Regions from separate parts of the Mus musculus genome. Here region 1 is linked to region 2. A link is a contact called in public Hi-C data. All regions are on one chromosome and are shown on one strand. The core of a region is the stretch at or near the end of the contact, and the rest is flanking DNA. Distances in the headings are between cores, read along the strand shown. Region 1 has its middle 25 kb from the start of Gm30474. Region 2 has its middle 43 kb from the start of Gm30224.

Region 1 (4,836 bases), core at 1,204-3,703, 550 kb after region 2:
ATTAAAGTCCTGACCCCCAGAACCTTAATATATAACTTTTGAGAAAAAATGTTATCCATAAAACTAGATAAGGTACCCTGCTATACAGTTGTCTTAACTGAGAATGATGTATGTCCTTATAAAAGGAGGAAGGGGACAGACAGACACATGGGGAGACTAAGGTAGAGGCAGGGATATTGTATGTATAAGCCAAAGAAGCCCAAAGATGACCAATAAAACAAGCAGAGCTTGGGAGAAAGTTGTAGAACAGACTCCCTCCCTGCCATGGCCCTCAGCAGGAACATATTTATGGATAGCATCTTGGGCTCCCGAAACCATGTATTTCTATCCTAGGCCGTGGGGGCCAGGGTGGTTGCTCTACCTTTGTGGGTAGTCCCATCATTCCCTGTGTGTTCCTCCAAACTTACAAGGTTTGTGGTGGGGTGATCTGGCCTGACCACACTCACACTGGTTCACTGACTCCCTTCTTGGAGCTTCCCCCACCTGCATCCCAACACTTCACACACAGTGAATTCTGTGTTATTATTGTTACAGCAGCCCCTACAGCTCTTTCAGAAAATCCTTGCCTGAGAGCACTCATGTGGCCACAGACTCACCACTCATGGAGAGCTGGCAAGAGTGTCTTGTCCTCCTTGACCAAGGTGATGCAGCCCCACAGGGATATGACTTTATAAATTTCCGAAGGGGGGAGTTCTGTACACTCTTAGGGAAGTTTTGCAAGAATCAAAACTTGAGACTTGCTGGGTCCCTTGGAAGAATGAACATTGCCTCTGGAAGTTGCACTGTCTTCATGTGAGAAGCTAACCTGAGGTCTCCCTCTGTAGCCAGCATCATCAGAACAAATCTTCTCTGAGAGATGACTCTATGGCACCATGAACAACCTCTGCTAGAAATCAGTCTGTCTGTCCATCTCTCCAAGTTCTCCGCCATAATGGAAAATCTTCTGAGAAAGGCATTAGCCTGCTATGCATTTTTGAAGTGGTTATTTCCATTGTTTTTATTTACACGTGTGCATGCACATGTGTGCACCCGTGTCTGTGTGAACAAATCCCATGTGCACACATATGTTTGCAGTACTCAGGAACACCAGAAGATGCTGTTTGATCGCTGGAACTGGAGTTACAGGTGGCTGTGCACCACCTAAAATAGGTGCTGAGAACCAAACCTGGGTCCTCAGTAAGAGCAGCAAGGGCTCTTAGCTACAGAGCCAGCTCTCTAGCTCAGAGTACTTCTAGAAACACATTATAGATGACACTGTTTACGTCATCTATAACATTTTGACATAAAAGTAGACCATTTTTGATCTTATGAGCAGTTCTGAAATGACTTTCACTCTTGTCAGTTATAATTATTTATTTCCTCAGACCAAGTCCTTAAAAGTGAGATTATTTTAGGTCGAATTATATATTTCAAATCTTAAAAAATTCAGATATCCCATTTTCTCTAGCCTTTGAGAACAGTAAAAAAAAAAATGTGTGGATAAGATCAGTGCCTCAACCTACACATAAGCTATTACATTATTTCCTAATTTTTTTCAGGAGCAAAAGGTCCTTCATTGAAGGTCAACCACCTTTCTCATGAGAAAAATGTTCATTTGTTCTAAAGAGGGTTGTGGTGAGGATGGGGCTTCTCAAATTAGGTCTGCCTTCCTTTCTCTCTCTCTCTCTCTCTCTCTCTCTCTCTCTCTCTCTCTCTCTCTCTCTCTCTCTCTCTCTTTCTTCCCCTAAACAGAAAGAAAAAAATTTTTGATGATGTCAAGGGGTGCTAAGCTGAAAGAGTTCAAAGTGCCAAGGGTATTTAGCGGTCTCCCTGCCCCTGCATTCCCAAGCCATGCAATACAAGGAATAGTCTGAGAGCTGGCCGTGCACTTAATCCCACAGGAGCGGCCTTGGCAAGCTCCTCGGGATCGTTCTTGTAATCCTCAGAAGCTCACGGATTCCAGGAAGCCTCCATGCCTTTTGCAACCCAGGCTTGCCTCCCATGAATCTTCCTGACTCAGAGTTTGCAGCATTTGCTAATTTTCATAGAGCGTCACACAAATCCTCTACCACTGTCTACCCCTCAATCATAAAAGTGCCACTCGGATTTACAGCCCCCCCAAAGTCAACAGAGCCTCCCCTTGCAGGCACAGGGGAGAAGGATCTGGAACCACTTGATGGAGTGCACCTCATAACAGCAGGATAACAGCGTGCCACGTTGGTTGCCACAGCTCATCTGGGTTGAGGCTGCCTGGTCAGTGCTTGGATATCTTTGAAACAGAATCACATTCTTCAGGAGGTGGCGACTGTAACACAATAAACAGCAGCTGTTCCCAGGGCTTGGAAATAATACCTCAACATTCGCATAGTGTTTGGTGCCAAGAGTTAGGTCCCGTTATGGTTAAGGCCAACATAGAACTTCTAGGCAAATAAATACATGAGTAACAATGTCCTGTTAGGACTGGAGGGATGACTCGGAGCTTTAGAGCAACTGTTGTTCTTTCAAAGGATGTGAGTCGCCTCCCAATACTTGCATTGGTCGGTTTATAACTGCCCATAACTCCACTGGCATCTGACGCCCTCTTCTGGCCACAAGGGCACCTGCACACACATGCAGCACACACAGACACATAAATTAAAAGTAAATATAAAGGACTGGAGACATGACTCAATGGTTTAAAGCATTAGCAGTTCTTCCAGAGAACTCCAGTTCAATTCCCAGCACCCACCATCTAGAACTTCGTTTTCATTTCAGGGGAGCTGAGCCCCCTCTTCTGGTCTCCCCAGACAATGTACACACATGGTGCATACACACACATTCACACAAAATATTGAAATTAAATGTACATTGCTCCCATCAATTTCTTTACAGTCTTAATTTGTACATATTACCCAGGAATCTCACACACATGGAATTTTCCATTCTTTCCAATCTTTCTAACGAGCACTCCATCTCAGCATAGTCCTAAAAGCTTTCTAAAGACCCTTTTAAAGTAAAAGGCCAGAGCCTGTCTTGTTTATAAGACACCAGGATTCCAAGCTTCCAGAAAGCCCATATAAGTAACCCCAGAAATAGGTAGTGCATTTAATAGAAATCTGAGCTCATCAATTTTACATGATCCTCACACACTGAGTGTGGAATGCTGATGAGGATTTGATGTTGACAGGAGATTCATTTGCAAACACAAGTGGCTGGAGAGATGATTAAATCGGTGAATAGTTTGTCAATATCTATTTCATGTTAGCTCTCACTATCAAGACCAGTAGCTGTGGCTTTGATGACAATAATAAATAATAATTAGGATATGGCGCTGTTCTGGTTGCAAGCATACAACACTTTTTGTTATGGACCTAAAAAGATGTATATTAAGTTATATGTGTACTCCCAACCCTGACAGGCCAGCCTTAACGAACGTTTGAGGGAGTCATGAAATCCATATTGTCTTATGGTCCTTGGTGTGCAGAGATGGCTTCTGTCTTCTAGGATAAAGAGTACAGAAAGCTCGTGTTGTGCACACCTAGGTGACAGGGACAAGATGGGGTAGCTTTAGATCAAATACAACTGCTGGATGTCTGGCTTATTCCTCAATGAGGACTGGCACCAAGCCTGGGAGACAGTGCAGGAAGTCAAGTGTCCGCCTTGACAGCGTGAGGACCCAAGTTCAAGGACCCACGCTTAAAAAGGTGTGTGTGGTGGTGCATGCTTGTAATGCCAGCTCTGGGGAGGCGGTGACAGTTGGGTCCCTGGGGTTTGATGACCAGTTAGGGTGAGATTCTATCTCACAAAACGAGGTGGATGTACCTGAGAAGTGACCACAACCTTCTTGTTGACAAGCGAGGAGGTGAATTGAAGTGAAAGCATCCGAGGGGGCATCCCTGACATCACAGGGCACCGCAGAACATGCTACGTTCTCAGAGAGTCGATTCTCAAGTTCATGGTGCTTGTGCCGCTCACTAATCTCAGGGACCTTCAGTAGGATGGAGGATATTTGAAAGCAGAAATTGGATCTTTTGGGGTTGTGGCCAAGCCCCAACTTCTCCAGTTCTGAGGCATTACAATGCTTGGTGCTTTCCTTAGGATGTCACAGATGCTATTCTGCGGTCTTAGCTACATAAAGAGATAGGGCTTAATTATTTAACATGTCACTCTCAACCATTAAAATAGTGACTAGGCTCTTGCCAGAACAGATTCTATAAAATATCAAAATAAAGTCAATCTTTAAAAAAAGGGGGGGGGAACTATTCAAAAAGTTTGAAAAACTTGTGAGGAACATCAATAGTTCTACCTGCAAGTTTACTCCATGTAAACATTTTTAAGAAGATTCGTGCAGTGTCTAGTGTAGCCCAAGCCGACCTCAGGCTTACTGTATATACCCAAGGCTGATCTCGAGCTCTTGGGCCCCCAGCCTTTACCTATGGGTAGGCTGTTGGGATTGCAGTATGTGCCACCGCTCTGCTGCTGAGGTTTGAACCAACGTCCTGTACATGCTAGCCACGCACTGTAGAGGTAGCTACTGGGCTACCCACCTACCCACCCTCTCTCTTGTTTTGTTATGACACGTACCTCACACACCAAGGGCGTGGAGAGCCAATGGCTTTCCCCATACAATCATACTAAAAGCAAGTGTGTTTTGTAAACGTTTTATGGAAATTTGGGAAAGTGAAAACAGGCTCTTAACAGTTCCCCGCTGTCCAACAAGCAATGTCAATACTGCCATGAACGCCAGTGGCTCAATCAGTGTGAGTCAACTCTACCTCCCTCTCGGTGACTCGTACTTTTGTTATTTTTAGCAGGAGACATGCAACGCTGTATGGTTGGCTCACGTATTGAAGACGCGATTCTCAACTGCTGGTGCTA
Region 2 (5,444 bases), core at 1,802-4,301:
GCTAGGAGCTGATTAAACCTTCTCTCTCTCTAAAAGTTGCTTCTGCCAGGGTGTTTTGTCATAGCAAAGGAAAGAAAGCAAAAGAGCTACCCGTGCACGCTTGGTAGTTTTGTAGTATGTGTTGTTTCAATGATTGGATTATCATTCAAACCAGTCACAGTCTTTCAAGTGGTGAGAGCTGTAAAGGCTATAAACTGGCTTCTCTGGGTTGCATTCTTGAATACGGGAAGTTGGAGGCCTTCAGCACTTATACCGAAGGGAAAGAAAACCTCTGTCAAAAATCAGAACACTAAGGTAGTGACCAGGCTCCTGTGGATAAGAGACAAGCAAGGCCTGCTTGTGCCATGGAAGGTCACAAGGGCAGATACAAACACAGACAGAAATCTGGTCCTCAGCCCCAAGGCTCTTGGTGCAGAGAGGGAGACTCAGTGTGTGTCATCTCTGAGATTTGTTTAAACAGCACTCTGTCTGGTTCTGTATGACACACACTTGTCTACACAGCTTGAGTAGCTACATCACCACTTCCCAACTTTTGGAAAAAAAAATCCCCTTCCAAGGACATGATGAACATTTCTCACTGGGAAAGGCCGGAAGGTGACCACCTTATAGCCTGCTTAGCTTGGTTTCCCTAGGAATCACATTCCAGTGAGAGATACCATCATTTGTGTAATAAAAATAATATTTTAAGCAGTATTGCCTACTCTCCTGATTCTTGGGATTTTATGTCCTGGGAGAACAATTAAATTTTGGTTTTGTAACAAAACTCAGCCAAGTTGGTTTTGTTCTCAGGCACGGTTTCCGTCGGTCCTGTTGGGCAACACAGCGGTCTCCTTGGTGAGAAATGAACGCATGGTCTCAGCCAGCGTCTTAACAGCTGACACGATGATGACCCTTATCAGGAAGCACCTTTTCTGGGGACCCTGGGGTACCCTGTTATTGTGTTTGCTATAGAGACACACATACTCCCAACTTGTCCTGAAAGCCAGACCCAAGAAAATGTTCCCTGTGTGTTTAGGCGTTAATTTGGTTTCCTAAGAACTTTCTAGAAAACAATAGTGACTTGATCTGAAATGGCTGAGATGGGGGAGGTGTTTAAATTTACCCCCAGGACATCTTGATAAAGAAAAGTGTCTCATCTTTCAGAGACATCTCGGGGTTGCCCTGTCTGGTTGGGCTGATTACATCACCTGTTGGCTTGGTAGCAGCGATCGCTTTTCTGAGAGATTCTTCCTGGCACTTCAGAGACGTCTGAAGATCCATTTCAGTTTTCATAGTGTGAATGACAGGGATGCTCATGGGTAAAATTTGAGCTGTGTTTGTACAAGGACCACCTCCAGGATGCCATCACCAAACCTCTAACACAGAGGTTGCTGTGGCACCTCTGTGCTTTCTGCCTGATAGGGGCTCCATGTCCCAGTAGTGACTCCCCACTATAGCGAGTGTTGCCCTTACTGTCTGGGATACAAGCTTGTCTTCCCAGGGTGCTCGATGGCAGCTGGCCAGTCTTGGCTGTCTTCCAAACTAACAACGACTAGGCCATTTAATTCTTACCTAAAACCCAGGGCAGCATTAATAGTTAACGCCTGAAGCTAATTTTTGTGGAACCATGCATTGCAGACAAGATCAGGAGAATGATGGTTCCCAGCAACCCAGCCCTCTCTTCCCATCTCCCCATCCCTCCCCGAGTCTTTCTGGGATTCTTTTTTACGGGCACATGTGTGTATGGCGGTATCAGTAACATCAAACAGATGTGGGTTCAGATCCACTCCCCATGAGATGGATGGAGAAGGAAGTTGAAGTAGATGAGAATCAGGGAACAGGGGGAGGGGTTAGCACAGCCAGGAACAGTGCGATTACTCAACACTTGGATTTTTTAATCAAGGGATCTGAGTAACGAACAATATATCCTTTGTTGAGCACAAAAAAGAAAAATACAAACCAGAAGCCAATGGAAATTTAGTAAACAGAGCAATCTATAGGGCCCCGAAGGGGCATGTGCGCACAATGGCTGTTTTAAACTCTGTTAGAGACAGGCTCTGGTTCAATGGTCAATGCCAGTCTCTTTTGGCAGTGTCTTGCACTGACCCAAGCAGAGATGCAGAACATTTTGGATTAACTTGGATGGTTCGTGCTCATAAACAGTTGGCCAGCAGTATTTAGCGTGCTCTCTGAACTTTCAGATAATAAAAGGCTTACTTGGAATAAGCCTTTCGTCCTTTTAAACACTCCCAGAGCTGTGAGTGGTTGGAGGTACCCGAGTGTGGTCACTACGGGTGCTGAAGCTCCCAGACAGCCGTCCACATTCCTTTAAGGGCAGCCACCTCTAGACGGCTCATTTCCCGTAGTCGAGTGGTTGGTCTGCAATTTCTTTCTGGGATCCAGACAGTTAATTGTGACTCAAGATGACTGGGGAAAGAGCTGTGTAGCCTCCGGCGAGTTATTTAATTTTGTTGAATCTTAGTTTGCTCATCTGTAAAAGATCCCCCCCCCACCTCTTCCCCCAACACCCCGCTCAGCTCTTGGAACTCTGATAAAGATGTTCATGAAAATACAGGAAAACATGAAAAACGGGCAAAAGCGTTTATCAGGCTTTCTCCCAAGACACTGTGCTTAGTTTTTGCATCGGACACAGTGAACACAAAATTTGTGGGGTGGATGGATGGATGGTGGTGGTGGTGTTAAGAATTTGTGCAACCGTTGAAATGTTAAGGAAATAGGCCACCGTATGCTGACCAGGGCCTGGTAGGCTGGGAGTTGGGTCAGTGCTGGTTGGATGGAGAACTAGCCTCCTTTCCTCTCCAAGTCCCTCACCTGTTATTTTGACTTTGAGAGAAGAAATGGAAATGAAATCATTTTGACTCTGAACAGAGCAGTATTGCGGAGGGCTACACAACTCCCAAATAATTTTAACAGTAACCGTCCTGGGTGCTTCTCATCCCTCCCCAAAAGAAGTCCCTCAAAAGAGCCTGGGAAGGGGTCTTGTCTGAGTCCAGATCACTTCAGAAGCCATAACGAAGCACAGGGCACTCACATCCAGTCTGAGTCACTTCCTCCAGCAGATAATACGCGTGACGAGCCGAGCAAGACGAGCCGAGCAAGACGAGCCGAGCAAGGCACAAGCCGTATTTCTGCCGTCTGAACCTCAGCTGCTCTCTCTCTTATCTTCCAGATAGTGAGCCACCATTATAGGTGACTGCAGATCTGAAGAGAAACTCAGCTCCCTGAAGCAGCCAGAATTCTGGGAGACTCAGAAGAGGAAGGGCAGAGGAAATGTCTAGTGTGTTGATGGTTGTCTCCTTAGTCACTCATTTTCTGAATAGCTTCAGCTGAGAAACGTTTACAAGACCCAGGAAAGAGAAGAGACGTGCCCAGCAGACTGAATTACCCTGCCTGTACTTTTCAGCTCTGGTCTCTCACAGTCAGGTGCTGTGCTCCATCCCTGGGGATGCTCCTTATGAACCTGAGCTTTCAGTTCTTGGTTGTCAGTGTCCCCAGAGGTCCCAAGGCTTGGTCTCAGGGGCTGGCAGAGCTGGAAGGCAGCCGAGGGGTTAGAACCTGACAATTCTGACTCAACAGTGACAAATGGGTCCTCTATGAAACACATTGAATGTCAGTCCCAAAGTGTTGAAGTTCTACCTTCTAAGAATTTTATTTTTAATAGATACATAATTGGACCTATCTTTATAGGCTTGATACATTTTATATGTTGAGTAATAATCAAATTAGGGTATTTCTCTTCTTTTTGATGAGAATAATCCAAACCATTTCTTCCAGGTGTGAGGTGTGTCTGATGTGGTGCTGTTTCCGATCTCCTTGCTGTGTATCAAAGGACCAGGACGTATTTGTATTCTGCCTTCCCAGCTCTAACTTGCAGAACTGACTGGTTATCATCCTCTCTCTCCAGTGCCCCCAGCCTCTGCTATCTATAATTCTAGTCTTGTCCATGACATCAGGGTCGTTGTCCTCCCCTGCCAGGCAGGCTTGCTTTTGTATCATCACCCCCTAAAGATTACCACATGGAACATGGTTTCCCATCACCATCTCTGAAGGTAGACATTTCATTATTGGCTTTTTATTTTGAGACAAGAGAACTAGCTTAGTAAATCTTCTCCCATGAAGATGTCTGGGAACTGATGTGTCCTCATGTGCTTGTCACAGGTGGAGATCCTTTTAGGAAGAGACACCTCCTGCTTGGTGATGCTAATGAGCACGGTAGATACTCCTTTCTGGGAAAGTATCTGAAGGCATCCAGGAGGCCAGGAAGGACCACGTGGCATTGAGATGGATCTAATACTGGGATGTATGGAGGGTGACACAGTTCCTTCTTACGGAGTTAGTGTCCCTCAGAGCCTGGACCTCAGGATGTCATCCCAGCTTAGGCTAGGCTCCAGTTCCCCATGCAAACTGGCCTGGCTTTCTTCAAGTCAGCTTTCCGCATTGGTGTGTTATCTGGTCTCTGTTTCTTTCCCTTGTACTCAGTTCTTCCTTGGGGCCCAGCAACAACTAGAATTGAGCTCCATGATGTGAACAGTGGTCGTCGTTCTGAGTCACCTAAGATCTTATCACCGAGGATGACTCAAGGGTCTTTTGAGGGCTTGGATTACGTATCCCTAGTCTCTTATCTGGTCATAGCTGATGACCATGGGTCGTGGCGAATATTCTCAAAATGTGTTTCTTGGAGAGGCCAGCAGTGGCCTCTGTTGGAAATGTCAACTACCAAGGAAATGTCCACTTCACACCCTCATCCCAAGCTTACCTTCTCATGTTGGGCACATTTTGGAATGGACGGATCCACTGGGTTTAAACCTTCCTCCAGGAGATACCAGGGCACTGTGACACGGGCAGGGGAAGCTCTTGCTCTGACATGGAAGTCAGTACATGACTGGCTCTTTGAGTGATAAGGACAGGAAGGGAGGTTTGAGGACCATGTAGGAGGCAGAGGCGGGGCTGAGAATCTCAGTAGGAGAGCACAGTTAGCAAGTCAGTGGTATAATAAGAATAGCAAGTACTAGAGTCAGGAGGCAGTATGGGCTAGAGCAGTGGGTGCCTCTTCTCGTATGAGACCTATGAGAAGTTAGGAGATTCAGTCGCCCCTAAAGTAGTGGCCTTAGAGACAGAAAGGAATGGGTGTCTATCTCCATCTACCATGTAGTTGTTGACTTTGAAGCTTATCTCTAGGGGAGGGGACATATTTTCCGGCTGCACTACAATACATTGAAAGCTTTTACCTGATTGGGGTGGGAGGACATATTTTCAGGTTGCACTACAGTACAAGCCTCAAGCAATTTGGCATGACTTGGGCTATTGGGAAACAACTGTGCTCTGGGGACAGCCTGACATGTCACTCCAGCAGCCTGCTAGGGCCAAGCTGTCCTTTTAAAGGAAGCTTTGAGCTGATTCTAAACTTGGAAGAGAGTCCAGCAAACAGCAAGGGGCAACAGAAG

The links. A called contact is a pair of places that touch in the nucleus more often than the background predicts.
Region 1: a contact with region 2 is called in a Hi-C map of muscle stem cells, with 2.6 times the contacts expected there. The contact joins two enhancer-like sites. A contact is called at or near these places in 1 of 15 datasets of contacts at CTCF or cohesin (large pre-B cells), 7 of 484 Hi-C or Micro-C datasets (3T3-L1-derived adipocytes, the C2C12 cell line, ECoMG-derived neutrophils and 4 more) and 1 of 9 other capture datasets (embryonic stem cells).

Annotation. Positions count from the first base shown.
Region 1 is chr16:93,105,083-93,109,918 of GRCm38.p6, forward strand. No RefSeq gene overlaps it. Among named protein-coding and RNA genes, the nearest start is that of Gm30474, 25 kb to the right of the region's middle. Within about 2 kb of position 2,454, at least 38 of the 459 cell types and tissues checked have an H3K27ac peak or open chromatin away from gene starts, as enhancers often do. A contact at or near this core is called in the C2C12 cell line and muscle stem cells, where this site is marked.
Region 2 is chr16:92,549,935-92,555,378 of GRCm38.p6, forward strand. No RefSeq gene overlaps it. Among named protein-coding and RNA genes, the nearest start is that of Gm30224, 43 kb to the right of the region's middle. Within about 2 kb of position 3,052, at least 35 of the 459 cell types and tissues checked have an H3K27ac peak or open chromatin away from gene starts, as enhancers often do. A contact at or near this core is called in the C2C12 cell line and muscle stem cells, where this site is marked.